Linked DNA regions of Macaca mulatta: region 2 is linked to region 1. A link is a contact called in public Hi-C data. All regions are on one chromosome and are shown on one strand. The core of a region is the stretch at or near the end of the contact, and the rest is flanking DNA. Distances in the headings are between cores, read along the strand shown. Region 1 holds the start of LAMTOR5 (late endosomal/lysosomal adaptor, MAPK and MTOR activator 5). Region 2 holds the start of RBM15 (RNA binding motif protein 15).

Region 1 (2,700 bases), core at 194-2,693:
GGGGCGAAGCTTACCAATTTGAATGTAAATTAGCACCACTTTTTCGGGAGGCAATTTGTAAGTATGTATCAAAAGTCTTAAAAAATGACCATGTCCTTTAACCCAGTCATTCCATTTCTAGCAACTTATAAGGAAATTTTAAAACTGCACAAATATTTAGCTATGAGGATATTCAACCAGCACTGTAACAGCTAAAACAAAAAACAAACAAAAGCAAAAAAAAAAAAAAAAAAAAGTGTTAGTATAGAGGCTCACCTGCAATCTCAGCACTTTGGGAGGCCAAGGAGGGAGGGTCACTTGAGACTGGGCTACACACTGAGACCCCACCTCTACAAATTGTTTTTTTAACTAGCTAGGTGTGGTGGGGCGTCCCTGTAGTCCTAGCTTCTTGGGAGGCTGAGGTGGGAAGATCACTTGAACCTACGAGGCTGAGGCTGGACTAAGCCGTGATAGTGCCACTGCACTCCAACCTTAATCCACAATTAAGATACAGCTATAAAATGGAATATTTTGCAACAATTACAAAGGATGTAAGTGAAAACTTGACATGGAAAGACATTTATTCTAAACTCTGTAAAGAAGGCCAGCTACAGAATTGTACCTCCAGTATGTATGTCAATTTTGCTTACAAAAGAAAAAAAAAACATGCTGGGCGTGGTGACTCAGCCTGCAATCACATTTTGGGAGGCTAGAGTGTGAGGACTATTGAGGCAAGGAGTTTAAGACCAGCCCGGACAACACAGCGAGACCCCCATCTCTACAAAAAAATGTAAAAATTAGCCAGGCATGATGACTCGAGGCTGTGGTCCTAGCCAGTTGAGAGGCTGAGAGGGGAGGATAGCTTGAACCTAGGACGTCGAGGTTGTAATGAGCTATAACTGTTCTACTGCACTACAGCCTGGGTGACAGCACAAGACCCTGTGCCCCCCAAAAAATTTTTTTTAAAGGCAAACGAAAAAACATTAAAAGTACACATTTGCAAAGACAACTATCTGGAAGGATATTCTCCAAGGGGTTAAAAGTCATCTGTGGACAGTGGGGCCATAGGTGTTTTCCTTTATTTTCACCAGCTTTATAATTAATTTTTTAAAGTTATTTTTAAATAGTCCTACCCAGTCTTCCTTACAAGTTAGGACCCAAATGCCACTCTCTTCCCCTAAACTGTCCGGAGTCCCCTCACCATAATAAGCACCAATGTCTTCGTTAAAATCCCGACACTTTGCCAACACTCAGCTGGGGAGTTGAACCTTGCTCCATCTGGTCCTTTAGTCCCTGTGTGCGTCCTTCCCCCTACGAGCCTACTGAGCCCCTCCCAGAGGTCCCGTGTCTTCCCCGTACTTGCCCCACAGGCTAGATCAGACCCTGTCTGACCCCTGGGTTATTGTAAAACTTTAAGATCTGTCCCCTAGGTCTCGGACTAGGTTGAAGTAGGGTCCAAAGGTTAAAAAACACTGACACAAAATGCCAGGCCACGAACTGAGATACTGAGGCCCGGCTGCAGACCTCTCTTCCTACAGGGGAATAATCCCTGCGGGACGGTTCCGCCATGGAGCCAGGAGCGGGTCACCGCGTCGGCAGCCCAAGCCTTCGCCGGGCTCTGTGCGGCGGAAGCGCAGTGATGTTTTCCAGTAAAGAACGCGGACGTTGCACCGTGATCAATTTTGTCCCTTTGGAGGCGCCGTTACGGCCCACGCCCCCCTCGCGTCAAGTGACTGAGGACTGTGCTGGAGAAGGACGTGTCGTGCCGCTGGGTTCTGGGTCAGGGTGGTCGGTGGATGGGATGGAGGCGACCTTGGAGCAGCACTTGGAAGACACGTGAGTAGTGCGCGCTTCTTCGGCCTGTTCTGAGGTCGCGGCGGAGGAACTTGAGCGGGACGAAAGGCGCGACCTGCGAGTGCCGGCCAGGGCGTCTCGGGGACGTGTCGCGACCCCTGGGACACGGGATGAGGGGACTAAGCCCTACCCAAGGGCCGCAGGGCGGGGCAGGTGACCCGGAATTAAAATCCTGCCGGGCAGCGCACATTCCCTCTTGAACGAGTCTCCTGGGCCCAGGCCACGGGCCAAAACTGCCTATCTCATTGTTGAAATCGTCTTTAGGGTCAGGGTTGTTCCGCACGAGTTTTAGGAAACGGGTTGACTTTTGGGAAGATTGTGCCGGTTGTGCAGAGTTGAGCCCTGCAGTGTAAACAGACGCGTATCTCCTTGTGTGTAACCTATCAGTTACTTGGTGCTTCAGTAGATAACAATCATCCTTCAAATTTTTCGAACGAGCAGTATCTATGTAAAATTCAAAACTGGAAAAGTATAAAGGGTACAGAGAGACACCTGCCTACCACCGATGTCCCTCAGCTTCCACTTACCCTCCAGGAGGTAACTTAAGAGTTTTTCAACGGCTGTTTTAAATGAGTTAGTACTAAAACATGCATTTTTTAACAAGAGTGAAAACATCCTAGATGTTTTTCACTCAGTGTTTGTGGCCCTGCAGAACTCAGCAGTACACATTTTTTTCTCTCATCAGAGAGAAACTGGTTTATTTAAATTAATTAATTAGAACTCTTTTCTTTTGTTTTCTTCTTTTCTTTTCTTTTTTTTTTTTTTTTTTTTTTTTTGAGACGGAATTTCGCTCTTGTTTCTCAGGCTGGAGCGCAATGGCATGATCTCGGCTCATCGCAACCTCCGCCTCTGGGGGTTTAAGCGATT
Region 2 (2,700 bases), core at 52-2,551, 67 kb after region 1:
CTGCGCGACTCGCCCCCGCCCGAAGAATTTTTGGTGCTCGGGGAGCTATAACTATGCAAGCGGCTACTGGAGCTGCCCCCACCGGTGTCATACTCGCGGCTGCCACCTCGACTGCTGGACTTGTCCAGGTGGAGACTCCGCCGCGACCCGCCGCCGCTATCGGTCTTTCCGCTGCTGCTCCCATTGCTGCCACCAGAGCCCCCTAACTTCTTGCTCCGCTCTCCGCGGGAAGTCGAGTCCTCACCACCACGGGAGCGTTTGGCCTTGACTGGCGAGCGCTCTTTTCCCTTCATTGTTGCGGGTCCTCGGAGGTCGTCTCCGCGGAGCTGATCAACCCGCCGCCCCGCGCTCGTTTCACACAGCGGAACCGCACGCCGCCATCTTGGACTCCGCCGCGGCACAGGGTCCCGCCCCGCAGTCCTCATTGGCCAATTAGCTCTCTCTTCTACAGTCTCATTGGGAAAATTATTTGTCTATCTTTACATCTCCCCGCGCTCCAGGAAGGCGCCCGCCCAACCACTGTTATTGGGTTCCCAACCCCCTAGTCAGAGTACCTCATTGGTTACATTTGTTGTCTATCTTAACGGTTCCTCGCGCCAGGCTGTAGCTCCGCCCCTCGCACTCTGCGGTCACGTGACCCAAAGTGTAGCTGTGTTGATTGGACAAAAAGTCTGCCCTGTAACGGTACTTCTTGCTCAGTGAAAGCAGCAACCCCGCCTCCTCATCCCTTTCATTGGCTTATAAACCCGTCCTTTAAACCACTATTTGGGAGGTGGGGCCAAGTTTCGGCGTTTTTTCGAGAGGCAGGCTCACAGCGATATCGCGAGAGACGGTGAGCTCCCTCTTTCGACCCCCTTTTTCCAACTCCTCCGGCGGCTAAAAGAAGTTTAAATCTGATTGGATGTCTGCAAGGAAGTTGATAGGCTGAAGTAACTGTCCATCACTCGCTTAAAGGGGTAGGCCCATATAACGGAGGAGGCTGACTGAAGGTGAAAGACTAGAACACGTGCTTGCTATGCGACGTCACTTAGATGTCGCGAGAGGGTGACTGTGCGCCAGCCCCGCCTCCCCGCGTTTTTGGCGTTCTCCCCACAAACATTTGTTAAGTTCCGTGGGGTATTTGGCTGTGCTTCGGCCCTTGGAGTTCGAAACTTCTGAGCTCCCCGCCGTCCTACCTGTGCCGGCCAAGGGGCGGGGCAGACTCTCCGGCTGTCGGGGCCCTCCAGTCCCTTAGGAAGCCGTCCTGGGACGCCTAGCGGACACCATCTTATGTCGCTGTGGTAGCTGAGTGTACAGCCGGGGGAAGCCCCGCCCCCCGCGCGCGGGATAGCGATGCCCGCGGTCACCTGGGCCCGCGGGGCAGGGAGTTCACGGTTCCTGCAGCCCCGGGTCACGCTGACGCCCCGGGGCGGTGCTAACACGTAACACGCGGGACCTCGAGAGCTAAGTAAGGTGGCTGAGACGCAGCCCTAGCCCAGGAGCTTGTCTCCCCCCGGCGCTCCCCGTTGCCGCCCAAGTACTCTGGGCAACCGAGGGGAGTGACCGTCGATCCCCGCCTCGTGGCCCGCGGGCGGAGCCGGAACTGTCAGGACACCGCGGACGTGTCTTTGGGCTGCCTGTTTTATGTTGCGAATCTGTGTGGATTTTTAAATCCGGTATTCCCGTAAAATAGCAATGTTTGTTTTTAATATGTAATGCTTCTTCCCTGAAAATCATCGAGCGAAATTTAGGCTCCATGCAGATATGTCGCTTTTTATTCCCCCTGTGGCTTCTTGTATTCCTTGGCACTCCTCTTTTTGTGTGTTAAAAGCCAGCAGCACAGGCACCTTGTGGCCGCTCCGGATCCACTTCGTTTGGCTCCTTCTGTCGTTCGCCTTACAACTTTAATTTCCATAGAGCGTTACTGTGGCGGACAGAGCACCTGTGAGAGGTGCAGGCGATGCCGAGCTTAGGGGGATATGGCCTGTGCCCCAGCACTCGCCGGTTGCTGCAGGGACGCAGCGCTGAGGTCACCACATCCTTTAGACCGTCTGCAGCTCTCCCGGGTATGCGCCGGGGCGGAGGTTATATTGATCCCGTCCTCAACCCTATTTCCCAAGATCCAATCTATAGTAGAGGTGTGAGGTGTTTTTAAACATGACATTTTTCAGGATAACAATAATGTCCCAAAAGCTGAAACCTAAACTTGAAAACTGTTAATATTAGGAACTGTAACCTAAATTTAGCCTTGGCTGAGCCATCCTTCTTTTTGTAAATAATCCTGAGGAATATGAAGCTGTAGGCCTTTTATCTCTTGAATAAATCAAAGAAACTTGAAGGAAGAAGCTCAATTGTAAAGCATAAAAATCCACAATATTGTAATGTGTAGACATATTCATTGTATTAAAATAGGAAATAAAACTTCAGAAGGCATAAAATAACGTGTATAATACGCTACCATTTGTGGTTTTAAAAATATTTGTATTTTATGAGTATGTACATTTAAAAATATTTTCGTGGAAACTTTCTTGACAACTACGTGGGAAATTGTTCCTAGGATTGCCCTGAGGAGGGGTGTAAGGATCTGGAGTCGGAGGGAGACTTCACTTTTCTTTGTAGAAATCTTTTGTTTCTACAAAGGGCGCGCTATTACTCCTTCAGTTTAGAAAATAACATTTTTAACTTTCCTTAAACTATTTTTATGGAAAAAGTTTAAAATAC

Evidence for each region. Hi-C and Micro-C count contacts between places; a contact is called where the count stands out from the background.
Region 2: a contact with region 1 is called in a Hi-C map of liver, with 3 times the contacts expected there. The contact joins the promoter of RBM15 here to the promoter of LAMTOR5 in region 1. A contact is called at or near these places in 3 of 14 Hi-C or Micro-C datasets (CD4 T cells, cortical neurons and liver).

Annotation. Positions count from the first base shown.
Region 1 is chr1:129,788,222-129,790,921 of T2T-MMU8v2.0, forward strand. It overlaps LAMTOR5 (late endosomal/lysosomal adaptor, MAPK and MTOR activator 5), which reads left to right and starts at 1,444. Exons shown (of 4, transcript XM_001101104.5): 1 at 1,444-1,815. The coding sequence starts at 1,547. LOC144332103 (a long non-coding RNA gene) reads right to left here and starts at 1,590. Exons shown (of 3, transcript XR_013399863.1): 1 at 1,457-1,590.
Region 2 is chr1:129,855,685-129,858,384 of T2T-MMU8v2.0, forward strand. It overlaps RBM15 (RNA binding motif protein 15), which reads right to left and starts at 1,302. Exons shown (of 2, transcript XM_001100087.5): 1 at 1-1,302. The coding sequence starts at 425.